4 separate regions of the Sus scrofa genome follow, and all the other regions are linked to region 2. Evidence: chromatin contacts called from public Hi-C data. All regions are on one chromosome and are shown on one strand. The core of a region is the stretch at or near the end of the contact, and the rest is flanking DNA. Distances in the headings are between cores, read along the strand shown.

What was found. A called contact is a pair of places that touch in the nucleus more often than the background predicts.
Region 1: a Hi-C map of skeletal muscle shows a contact between it and region 2, with 6 times the contacts expected there. The contact joins two enhancer-like sites. A contact is called at or near these places in 2 of 47 Hi-C or Micro-C datasets (heart right ventricle and skeletal muscle) and 1 of 2 datasets of contacts at active chromatin or transcription factors (skeletal muscle).
Region 3: a contact with region 2 is called in a Hi-C map of fetal skeletal muscle, with 2.1 times the contacts expected there. The contact joins two enhancer-like sites. A contact is called at or near these places in 5 of 47 Hi-C or Micro-C datasets (brain, fetal heart ventricle, fetal skeletal muscle and 2 more) and 1 of 2 datasets of contacts at active chromatin or transcription factors (skeletal muscle).
Region 4: a contact with region 2 is called in a Hi-C map of brain, with 5 times the contacts expected there. The contact joins two enhancer-like sites. A contact is called at or near these places in 1 of 47 Hi-C or Micro-C datasets (brain) and 1 of 2 datasets of contacts at active chromatin or transcription factors (skeletal muscle).

What each region holds. Positions count from the first base shown.
Region 1 is chr10:61,237,873-61,240,572 of Sscrofa11.1, reverse strand. The region is part of intron 2 of LOC110255590 (a long non-coding RNA gene); the gene reads left to right. Among named protein-coding and RNA genes, the nearest start is that of CELF2, 370 kb to the right of the region's middle. Within about 2 kb of position 1,287, at least 16 of the 83 cell types and tissues checked have an H3K27ac peak or open chromatin away from gene starts, as enhancers often do. A contact at or near this core is called in skeletal muscle, where this site is marked.
Region 2 is chr10:61,083,364-61,086,063 of Sscrofa11.1, reverse strand. It overlaps the pseudogene LOC100514677. Among named protein-coding and RNA genes, the nearest start is that of CELF2, 220 kb to the right of the region's middle. Within about 2 kb of position 1,268, at least 50 of the 83 cell types and tissues checked have an H3K27ac peak or open chromatin away from gene starts, as enhancers often do. A contact at or near this core is called in brain, fetal skeletal muscle and skeletal muscle, where this site is marked.
Region 3 is chr10:60,858,678-60,861,377 of Sscrofa11.1, reverse strand. The region is part of intron 1 of CELF2 (CUGBP Elav-like family member 2); the gene reads left to right. Among named protein-coding and RNA genes, the nearest start is that of CELF2, 7.6 kb to the left of the region's middle. Within about 2 kb of position 1,252, at least 6 of the 83 cell types and tissues checked have an H3K27ac peak or open chromatin away from gene starts, as enhancers often do. A contact at or near this core is called in fetal skeletal muscle and skeletal muscle, where this site is marked.
Region 4 is chr10:61,295,134-61,297,833 of Sscrofa11.1, reverse strand. The region is part of intron 2 of LOC110255590 (a long non-coding RNA gene); the gene reads left to right. Among named protein-coding and RNA genes, the nearest start is that of CELF2, 430 kb to the right of the region's middle. Within about 2 kb of position 1,368, at least 8 of the 83 cell types and tissues checked have an H3K27ac peak or open chromatin away from gene starts, as enhancers often do. A contact at or near this core is called in brain, where this site is marked.

The DNA of each region.
Region 1 (2,700 bases), core at 38-2,537, 150 kb before region 2:
TTGCCGTGAGCTGTGGTGTAGGGTGCAGATGCTGCTCGGTTCCCACATTGCTGTGGCTCTGGCGTAGGCCAGCAGGTACAGCTCCAATTAGACCCCTAGCCTGGGAACCTCCATATGTCACAGGAACGGCCCCAGAAAAAGGCAAAAAGACAAAGAAAAAAACAAAACAAAAAAAACACCTTTTAACACCATGAAGGATTAAGCACTGAAAAGGTGGATTGATTCTTGAAAGTCACCAAGGTTATTGCTGTGGATTGAGAAAAGAATAGAACATTTTCAAGTTGAGATAAAGATTGCTTAATAGTTTGATCCTTTGATCATTATGTAGTGTCCTTTGTCTCTTGTGACTTTATTTTAAATCTATCTTGTATGATATCACTTATATGTGGACTCTAACATATAGCACAGATGATTCTGTCTACAGAACAGAAACAGACCATAGACATGGAGAGCAGATTTGTAGTTGCGAGGGGGGAGGGAGTGGGAGGGATGGGAATTTGGGGGTGCTAGATACAAACTGTTACACTTGTAACGGACAAGCAATGGGATCCTACTGTACAGCATAGGGAACTATTGCAGTCTCTCTGGTTGGACCATGATGAAAGATAGCGTGAAACATAAAAAAGAATGTGTGTGTGTGTGTGTGTGTGTGTGTGTGTGTGTGGACTGGGTCACTTTGCTATATAGCAGAAATGGAAGGAACATTGTAAATCAGTTATACTTTAATACAAATTTTTTAAAAAAATTTGTAATAGAGCCAAAGAGTGGACTCTTGGCAGGACGTGCATTGGTGTACCTGGTTTTGAAGTGGTTGGTTGGAGCCCCCTTTATGGCCATAAGCGTCTTTGGTCTAAACAACACAATTCGTGAAATGCCTTCTTTCACACAGGAAATGCAGCCCATGGAATTCCTACAAATGACAGAACAGCTAACTCTTATTTGCTCCAATTCAAAACCCATCTGCAGAGAGTATCTAGAAAAGGCCCTTATTCTCCAGAGAGCAGAAAATGGGGTAATCTGTGCCAGACACACATCAGAAAAGAGCTCCCTGTTTTGCTAAAAGTAAAAGGGCAGTTTGCAAGTTGATTGCAGAGTCATCATTTAATTTACTCTGAATTATTTCTTCTCATACCATATTCTGATTCTGCAAAGATGCTAATCTTACCAGTGGGGAATCGGGTCTGCTGGCAGTAGTTCAGAGGCATCAAGCCTCTCCCTCAGGGAGAGTTGGCTCTCGCTCCTCTTTCCCCGGCCAGGACCTGACCTAAAGCCTCCACAGCAGGAAGCTGCCCTTGGAAACAGCTTGGCGGCACAGTGGCTTCTGGAAGGAAGTGGACCTGAGCCTCAGTGTGAAGAGGCTGGAGGAGTCAAGACAAACCCGAGATGAGGAAGAGGGAGGACATCCCGCCATGAGAATGGTGATGAGGAGAAACAAGAACTTACAGGTGAAGATTTACAATGTGTCAGACACTGCGCCACGTGCTTTACATAATTTTATCTCAGCAAAGGCTTAACACAACCCTGTGAGATAGGGTCGATTGTACCCAATTCACTGATGAGATACACTGAGAGGCAGAGAAGTGAGGGGATCTAACTGCCCACTGTCAGCCAGGGGATGAAACCGGTGAGCTTGGCCCAGAGCCCAGGGAGGTCGACCGTAGCACAATATGCTTAACCCCACAGCCAGGAGATGGAGGGCCCATCTGATAAGATTCTGATAAAACTGGACTCGGCAAGCCTTTCTGGATTGTACTCTCGTCTCTTGTCTCTGCATTTCCATCGACTGTGTATCCAGGGTTTATTTTTGTTTTTCACTTATCTCAGTGACTTGGAATGAGAAAGAACAGTATGTACTAGGCAGCAGGCCCTTGGAAGAACATCCCATGGACAACAAACACATCCTTTTTCCTCATGGCCTTTGCTTCATTTTTACCATCTTGTCCACTTTAGTGACAGTTGACATCGATCATGGCCGAGCCTGGGCACAAATTTCTACAATCCATACCAGACACCCATTCCATATCATTATCTAAAGCAGAATGGCCTTTGCCTACTTTTCACCTTTCACCTTTCACCTTTGGCCAGTACATGTGAGCCAAATAAAGTCACTGCAGGGACATAACAGCTCTACAGTGCAGTGTATCTTTCCAGTCAAAAGGGTCTGCACCTATCCAATCAAAAGGATTTTTGTTTCAGTACAATCAATTAGTACATCTAGCCACCTTAATCAATTCACATCACATTCAGCTAATTTGGTCAACCGATGCATAATGGTTTGGAAAAATGGCCCAAATTAATGCCACACCATGTTTTCAGCTTCTAAACCTAGTCCTGGTACTATTATATATGTTGATTGCAGAAAACCCTGGGGGATACTCTCAAATCCCAGTAGATCTAGAAATCTGTGAATAACAGGCTATAGTCAGATGCTTTCCTGGAATTTGACAAATTAAGACAACCATCGTGGGCATGGAGACTCTGGAAGGAAATTCTGCACCATGGAAATCACTCACAGATAATCATCTCCCTCTAGGGAATGAGGGGAGAAAGAGCAAATTCAGGGACCCAAGGAGGCAGATGGCAGGAAAAAAGGTCCTGGTTCTGCTTCTTTTGTTGCTAATAATAAAATTAGTTGTCACAAGTAACACTGCTGCCAAGCCTACGTGGATGACACTATTTCTTCAAGTTTACCCCTAAAAA
Region 2 (2,700 bases), core at 19-2,518:
GGGGGCACAGCTAAATACATACATAAAAATAAATTTTAAAAAAATTTTAAATGGGTATAAGAAAAAGAGGAATTTGATATAAAGAGACAACCAGGCAAAGCACATGTGGCACAGAGATCTCAGGAAAATCTGAGTGACCTGAGAGGTCATGGTCTGGAGACCACCACCCCACGTGATTTCAGGGTCTTCTCAGGCCAGGAACTGGGGAGCACCGGGAGGAGGGGCTTCAGTTGGGCTGTCTTAGCTAGAACCTCAGAAAGCAGAAAACCATGCTTAAGAGGCAGTGCCTATGAAAACCAGGAATCTGTACACTCACAAAGGACCTCCATGAGCACACAGACGAGAGGAAAACAATTCTGCTCTTGAAATTTTTTCACATCTGCTCTGTACCGTTCCAGATGATTCTTGAAAGGATGTTCAGCTTTTACAGAAGGACGAAACATACACAAGTTGAGGAGAAAGCCCACGCCCTTCTCTCTTCCCGCTTAGAAGGATGCTACATGTCCCCTCTCCGTGTTCTTTTAAAACACAAGGAAGAAAGGAGGGGATTAAAAAAAAAAAAAGAAGACGAAGCAGTGTAGCAAATTCTCTGCCAGGAAACACACAGTGAATTCTAGCTTGTTAGCAGCCTGCTTCCAAATTATTTTTAAAAAACAAATCCTAACAGTCGTGTAGTTACAGCCTCTGAGGGAAGCTCTAAGCCCGATGCCAGTGTCCCAGAACCCAAGTCACCAAAAAAAGAAACAGAAAAAAAGAAAAAAAAAAAAAAAAAAAGGCGGGGGTGGGGGTGGGGGGGACCCTCACCCGCTGTCTTCTAACAGGAATATGAAAGCAAAATCTCGGAGGCGGGAGAAATGCCCCAGAGAGGAGAAAGCTGCAGCTTGCAGTAATCTGTAAATGATTGCTGGTAAAGTCTGGAGGCTTCAGGCTTGATCTGTGTTTGTTCCAAAAGCAAGCCAAGGAGGACGGTGTTAATAAAGAGAGATTTAACTGAGAGCTGTGCTTGGAATAAAGTGGGCTACAAAAAGGTCAAATTTGATCAGTTGCAGCAGATTACAAGGGCTTTAAAAGGTGGTGTGGAGAAATGAGCCGGGGCTGGAAGTAATATCGCGCAAGATTGATTTGGGGGGTGGAGAAAAGCCAGGACAAGTGCTTATCAATCCTAGAAGTAGGAAGAGCCGGGCGGGCGCCCAGTCGCTCCTGGCCTGAGCCGCGGAGCGGGCGGCCGCTTCCTTCCCCTGCATCCCCTCCCCTCGCCCCCACCTCTCCGGACCGGACCTGCCTTCCGCCGCCCTTTAGACAATGGTCTCCTTAATCTCTGACTTGGATCCACTCAAAGACTGGAAAGTTTTAAGGTAGGCCTGCTTTTCTTTCTCTCCCGTCGCTGTTTCAGTTCAGGGCCAAGTTCCTCCCCCGCCCCCAGCCCAGTGCCTGCGCGGGGGATGCGCGATGCGCCGCCAGCGGGGGCGGGGGTGGGGTGGGGTGTGGGTGGGGGGTTCGGCGACCGCGGATCTGCTTAGGGGATAGTCCGCGGTGATTCGACACAACTTCCGGCAGCTGTGTGCGGAGAGGCGTGAGAAGTCCTCAATTTCACTCCCGGAGGGGAAGGCGGTGCATTTTAATGCGAGTCCCATCCTTTTGAAATGATGCCTGCCATTGGCCAACTCGCCAACCAGCTCTCCTACTGACTGCGTTTCTGGGGGCCCTGAAGCCATCGGAAGGGACGTGCCAAACTTTCTGGGGCTTGAGGTTTTAAAAAGCCAACTTTTCAGGAAAGCTCTTCCTGCTCCTCTTTTCAAGACGGTGGGCAGAGAGGGGGTTTCCTCCCGGGACCTCTTCTCCCCACCCCCACGCCTAATTTGGAAAAGCCAGTCTTGTAAAAACTCCCTGACCTTCGAATGAAATGAGCACAGTTTGTGAAACGAGCTAGTCTCTGCACGCTTCTGAAAAGATGAGCTCTGCCGTCTTCTTGATTCGGAGACCCAGGAAAATGAGATTCCCAGGACCTCACAGTGGCCAAAAGTTCCTGCATTTCACCCCCCTTGAGCCTAAGCTGACACCTTGGGTAGAGTTCACAGTGCCTTCCTAAGTTTAACTGAAAACGAAGTGGTGTTGCCCAGCCCAAAGAAATTTGGACAATTTCTTAAATGTAAAAAGGTTAAAACGAGGGGGTTTTATGGAAAGTGGTTCCTCACAGTGGCAGGCTGTCCCAAATACTTACCTGCAAACACGGTTCCACTGGAATGAAACCAAGACCCAGTTAAGGCACCTCTTTTTTTTCCTAATATTTATCTTGCATTCATGGGCTGTTACTTCTCTCCTTCTCATGAGTTCTGCCTTAGTGTCTGTCTAATTTTAGTATTTTTATGCATGATAGAAAAGAGCAAATACAAGAAACAGTGGCCGATATCATCTTATTTTCCTTTGAAGAATTCTTGCATTTTGCTTTCTAGAACGTCACACGGATGGGTGTCAGAAAGTGCATGTCATTTTCTAATCTTCCCTTTTTCCAGTTAAACATGAAACGTGTTTTCACCTACCCTTTGTAACCATCGTTCTAACGACGAAGCAGGCATCAGGATATTGATATACATTGTTTTACTCAATTACCGTGTGTTGACAATTTCGACTGTTTGCAGCCCTTGACTTGTAGGCACAACTACGCAGCGAACGTCTTTGTGCAGATACCTTTTTGCTTTC
Region 3 (2,700 bases), core at 3-2,502, 220 kb after region 2:
GCTGCATGAAACAGAGAGGGAACAGAATGGCTAAGACAGTATCAAGTGGTGTATAATACAGGGGCGGGGCTTGAAGGATGGGTGAGGGAGCGGGAGAGGAACGTGGTCGTTAGAACAGCCTGGTTTTGTCTTTGCTATTAAAGCAAATTTGCACAACATCCTTAAGTGGTTCCCTTTCTTCCTCGGACTATCAGGTCGCTCACATCGCTGCTTCTCCCTCACTTGGCGGTATTCCTGTGAACGAGTGCAAGTGTAGCCAGTAGCCTGTACCAGAGAGTATTGAGAGGCTAAGCGATTGGTAACAAAGGTTTACCCTCAGCTGCAGAGATGAGACAAGATAATGCATTTCCACTTAGCTTGTGTAGATAGCTACACCAGTGTTCAGGAAGAATTTTTCCCCCCTAAGGGATTTCATGGGAATTAGCATCAAAAGCCAAGTTAAAGAAAAATCAGCTGGGATTTTCAAAAACCTCTATCATGGGCTAAAAATAGTTAAGAGATTTGAACCATATTATAGGGGAAAAAAAATTTCCTGTGCTCAAAACCTTAATGTATTTTCAACCTACGTGTCACTTAATAGCTTGGTTATGTAATTGCTGTAGTAATAATTAGGTTAACTAACACAGGGCACCTCTTATCTGTGGGATCACGGTAGATTTTGATTTTGTAGCCATCTACCAGGAAATGATGGCCTGGCACATGACAAAGGTCTAGCTGACGAATCCGAAAATTAAATGACATGGTCCCAGTGTCAGGCTGTTCTGATGGAATCACAGGCAGAATCCAGCACGTCTGGTTCTTAAATCTTCATCATCCTTTTCACTCCTCTGGCAAAAGCAGCATTTGCCTTAAAGAGTCTGATCATCTGCAGGTACCATTATCAGATGACTTCTGATCCTTGGAAGGGAAAGCTCTTTGTTGGGGGGGGGGGTGTCCTGAGATCATTGTGGGTAAAGCAGATTCACGTGTTTTGTTTTACAGGCATCCGAGCGTTTGCTCTCATTAAGGGTTCCTCTTCTACAAGATGTATTTGTTCAGAAAAAGGAGGAACATTCAAGCCAGTGGGGTTCTCAAGTCCAGATTTTGATTCTCACCAAGAGGGGTCTCAGGCACCACCTCCCCCCGCAAGGCTTAAAACTCCCTTTCTCTTCCACCCCCACCTGTTGCTGCTTTCTGTCTGGACCTAATGTTATGCCAACGGCTGTGGCCACCCAGCTGTTACCACTCAGCTGTTGGGGTTTGTCAGGCAGTAGTTTCTCCTTTTCAAATTTACAGCACGTGGCAGTAAGATGAGACCCTCTGGCCAGTTGGGGACAACAGGATAGGGGGTGGGGGTGTCTTAGGGCACATTCCCAGGGAACTGAAAACCCCATTCGGATAGGTATGCATTTTGTTCCCGCCGCCAGGCTGGCACCAGACAAGGGGACCTGATACAGCTGGACAAATCTCGGCATCTTCAAGGGGCCACGGGGACCTTCCCTGAGAGGTGTTTTTTGGTTTGTTTTTTTTCTGAGTGCCTTCGTGTACACATCACCAGGCCAGCTTTTTTTTTTTTTTTTTCCTCCTTCCACCCTTTCTTTAGTCTTCTCCTTCCCAATTTTCATACCTTATTGATTCATTTCATGGGACAGAGTCTTCCCTCCCCCTCTCCCACCCCCGGAAGGACTCGCCCAGAGGCAGCTGTTCCCAGTGGGGACACCAGCCCTTGGTCAAGGCAAACTTGAGTTCCCTGACAGATGAGCCACCAGCTACCTCTCCACTCATGTGGGCACCTGCCTCCGCAGACACGCAGCTGTGGAGGAAAGCTTCTGGCATTGTCTGGCTTCCGTTTGAGAGAGAAAGAGGGAGCGAGAGAGAGAAGGCCGAGTGAGGGACAGTCAGGAAGGTGGCAGCGGTGTCATGGAGAAAGGAAGCAAAGGCAAAGCCAAGTCCGAGAGGGAAGCCATGAGCTGGTTGGGCTCTGGGTCCGACAGGCCCACACTTTTAACATTTCATCCCCTTGGGATGGAAGCTTCTGGAAACTCTAGAGGGGCGCCTCCTTTCCGAGCTCGAAGGTATGTATGCAAAGAACCCATCTTCCCTTAGAGGGTCTCTTCAGAAGGAAGAGAAATTCACCATCTTTGCCTTTTTGCGCTATTGAAAATAAATTCAGAAAAACCCAAGATTGAAAAAAAAAAAAAAAGCCAGTTAGCAGCTGTTCTGGGGTTGGGGTGGAGAGAGCGATGGCTGAAAATGCCTGTAAAAATGGGAAATAGGAGTTTAATAATGGCGATTTCATTTTGATGGGCGTGTGATTTTACTCAAGTCGCTTTAGGAATGTGATGACGTCACCATTCCAGAAGCTTTCCAAAAAGTGGGAGGACGGGGAGCAGAATACAATCATTTTAAATTTAGGATTGGTGATGGAAGCATTTTCTCAGGGATCTCTTTGCAGAGATGAGAAAATGTATCTTTATCATGTATCACTTAAGGGTTTGTTTTTTTTTTTTTTAAGCACAGAAAAAGGCACTGTTGTTTATTTTTGCAAGTTGCTAATGAAACTGGGGTAAGCCAAGAACAAACACATGGCCACAAAGTCAGATGCTCACCCAGGTACTTAAAATTCATGTGGATTTTCAGTTCCCGTGGATTTCAAATTTATTGGCTGGAAGTGATGCGAAACTCCCCTCCAGGGCCTGTCTTGCTCCACATGGCCCTCCG
Region 4 (2,700 bases), core at 119-2,618, 210 kb before region 2:
GACTCAGAAATGGGCAAATGCCTTCCCGGAAGTTAAACGGCCCCTTCGGAGAGCAGATGGGAGATGCGGTAGTTTGTGGCAGTGCCTGGTGTGGTGCCAGGAGAGAGACGAGTTGCCCAGGGAGGGGATTTATGACAGTTGAATCTGTTGGGGAGGCTCTGCTTTGAGGCAGATAAGGGATTTCCCAAACTCCAGTCCAGCCTTCAGCTCAAAAATCCTTATGCCAAAGTGGCATATTTGGGTGTCGCAGGTCCTGACCCCCTGCACCATGTAAATGTTCAGGGAGAAGCTTGTATCCAGTAACCCAGGTGTGGGGCCAAGGTGTGTCTCTGATTGAGGGAAAAGAGCTGGATGAGGAGACCCTTGGCCGTGGAGAAGGAGAAAGGCTTTACCTTCTGGCCTTTTTGCCATTGTTCTTTGTTTCCTATCCCCAGCCATGATTCCAGGGTACCCAGCCTGAAAAGATCTTGATGAGAGATAAGGTGTCCAGACTTGTGAAAAGGAAAGAGATTTGAGATGCTAAGAAACTACTGATGGCAGGGGTGGGGTCCCCTTCCTAAATCACCCCCCTCCAAAGGCAAGATTCACTGAGTCCGTAGCCACCTTCTGTGAAGGAACATTCTCAGTGCCCCCCTCTCAAGCCAGAGAAACCTGATAATTAATTGCCTTGAGAATAGCTAACCTTCTCAGTTCTTGAGGTAGGAGGTGAATTGAAATTGTTGATTTCAGTGAGTTCCCATTGTGGCTCAGTGGGTTAAGAACCCGACCAGTATCCATAAGGAGGTGGGTTTGATCCCGGGGCTCGCTCAGTGGGTTAAGGATCTGGCGTTGCCCTGAGCTATAGCAAAGGTCACAGATACTGCTCAGATCTGGTGTTTCAGTGGCTGTAGTGTAGGCCTACAGCTGCAGCTCAGATTTGACCCCTAGCCTTGGAATTTCCATATGCTGCAGGTGCAGCCCTTAAAAAAAAAAAAAAAAAAAAAAAAGATGAAAGAAAAAAGAAATTGTTGATTTCAGTGGAAATGTATCAAAATTACACTGTTCTGTAGACAAGAGGATTGCCCAAGGCTTGGGGCTGGATGCTAAGGATCTCTGGTGTTTTTTCATTAAAAAGTGCTAGTAGAAATGTCCTGTGATATCAGGCTCGTTTATTTGAATTTTTGTTTTAAAGGAGAAACTGCCTCTCTGCCATGCTTTGCCCCCTACCCTTTACCTCCCATATCTCCGTGTGAGATATGAACCACTTCCAAACAAGTTAAACTTGAAGCCCTACTTAGTTTCTCAGGCTCATTACCAAGGATTTAAAACCTCTCTATTCATTCAACAACAATGGTTTCCATGGCAATTACTGCAACACATGACATTCCCTGCAGCTCTGCTTAAAAATGCACCCACAGAAATGGCTACACATCAACACAGTCCTCAGCAAAGGCTAGGCTGGGAGGGTTTCCCTCTTCCTGGTGGCTGGCGCTAAGAAATTAATCATAATAATTTTAAAAATTTAATCAATCATTTTGATTTCTTTGTGCGGTATCAGTTTTCTCCTTTTTCTTTCAACCCATCACACCAGTGAAGATATCGTTTCTTGTAGCAAATCATTTGAGTTGCATTTCTATGAAAGTGGCCAGGGATGAAGACAAATTACTGACCATAATTTCTGTCACCTGTTACCCCTCGCATCTGTTTCTGACTCTGTAGTCATTTCCCTCAGCCCTTTTTCTGTCTAAGAGAAACACACATTCTGAAAGAATAAGTAGCGTGCCAAAGTAGAAACCCAGACAGAGCAGAGAAACACCCTCTGCACAGTCTGTCTGCTCTGCCTACATCCCACCAAAAAAGCAAACAGCAGGTGCACTTAAAAAACATCTGCAAGAGATAACTAGTCAAATGAATACACAAGTCAGTGAGGCTCCTTTTTATTGAAAGCAGCAGTGTGCAGGTACCAGAGCAAGAGCTTTACATTAATCATTTCATCATGATCCTATGAGTTTAGTATGTTCACCACTGTACAAATTAAGAAATGGATGCTCAAAGGAGATAAAGAAATTTGCTTGTGATCATGCAGCCAGATGTCAGAATTGGGATTTTTTTTTTTTTTCACCCAAATAGGCTGGACTCCAGAACTGATGTTCTTGAATTAACTGATAGAGACTTATTTTCTCACTCAGGCTTGAGAGAAGATAGAGTGGGGGGAGGCGGACCGTCAAGCGGTCCAGGCTATTATCTGAGTTCTTGGACAGTTCCCTGTATGCTGGCTGGGACAATTCTAAACACGTCTCTGCAGCCTCATTCCTTGCTTTGCCTGGGACATGTTAATAGCGATGTTGACCTGCTTCCCTGGGTTATGTAATGACAGACGGTGAAATAAACAATAGGTGAGGGTTTTGAAAGACTAAGCGGTAGTGACGGTGATCTTAAACCCACAGGTAGAGACAAAAGCAAAGGCAAGACGGAGGGGAAACATATATCACAAGAATGCTTTCAAATGAATGGCGAGAGGGGCTTGCCCCAAAGAGAATGAATGGTGTAATCCAATTACCCTCATTCTGTCAAGCCCTAGGCAGATGTGTTGGATGCGAAGTGCAGCTCCCGAATCAAGCTTTTGTAAGACCTGGCTCTGGAGATGGAAAAGGCCCCCATGAGAAATCTATCCGGGTCACTCCTGGCTGTTTCTGGTCCAGGAAATACATAAGACCCTGG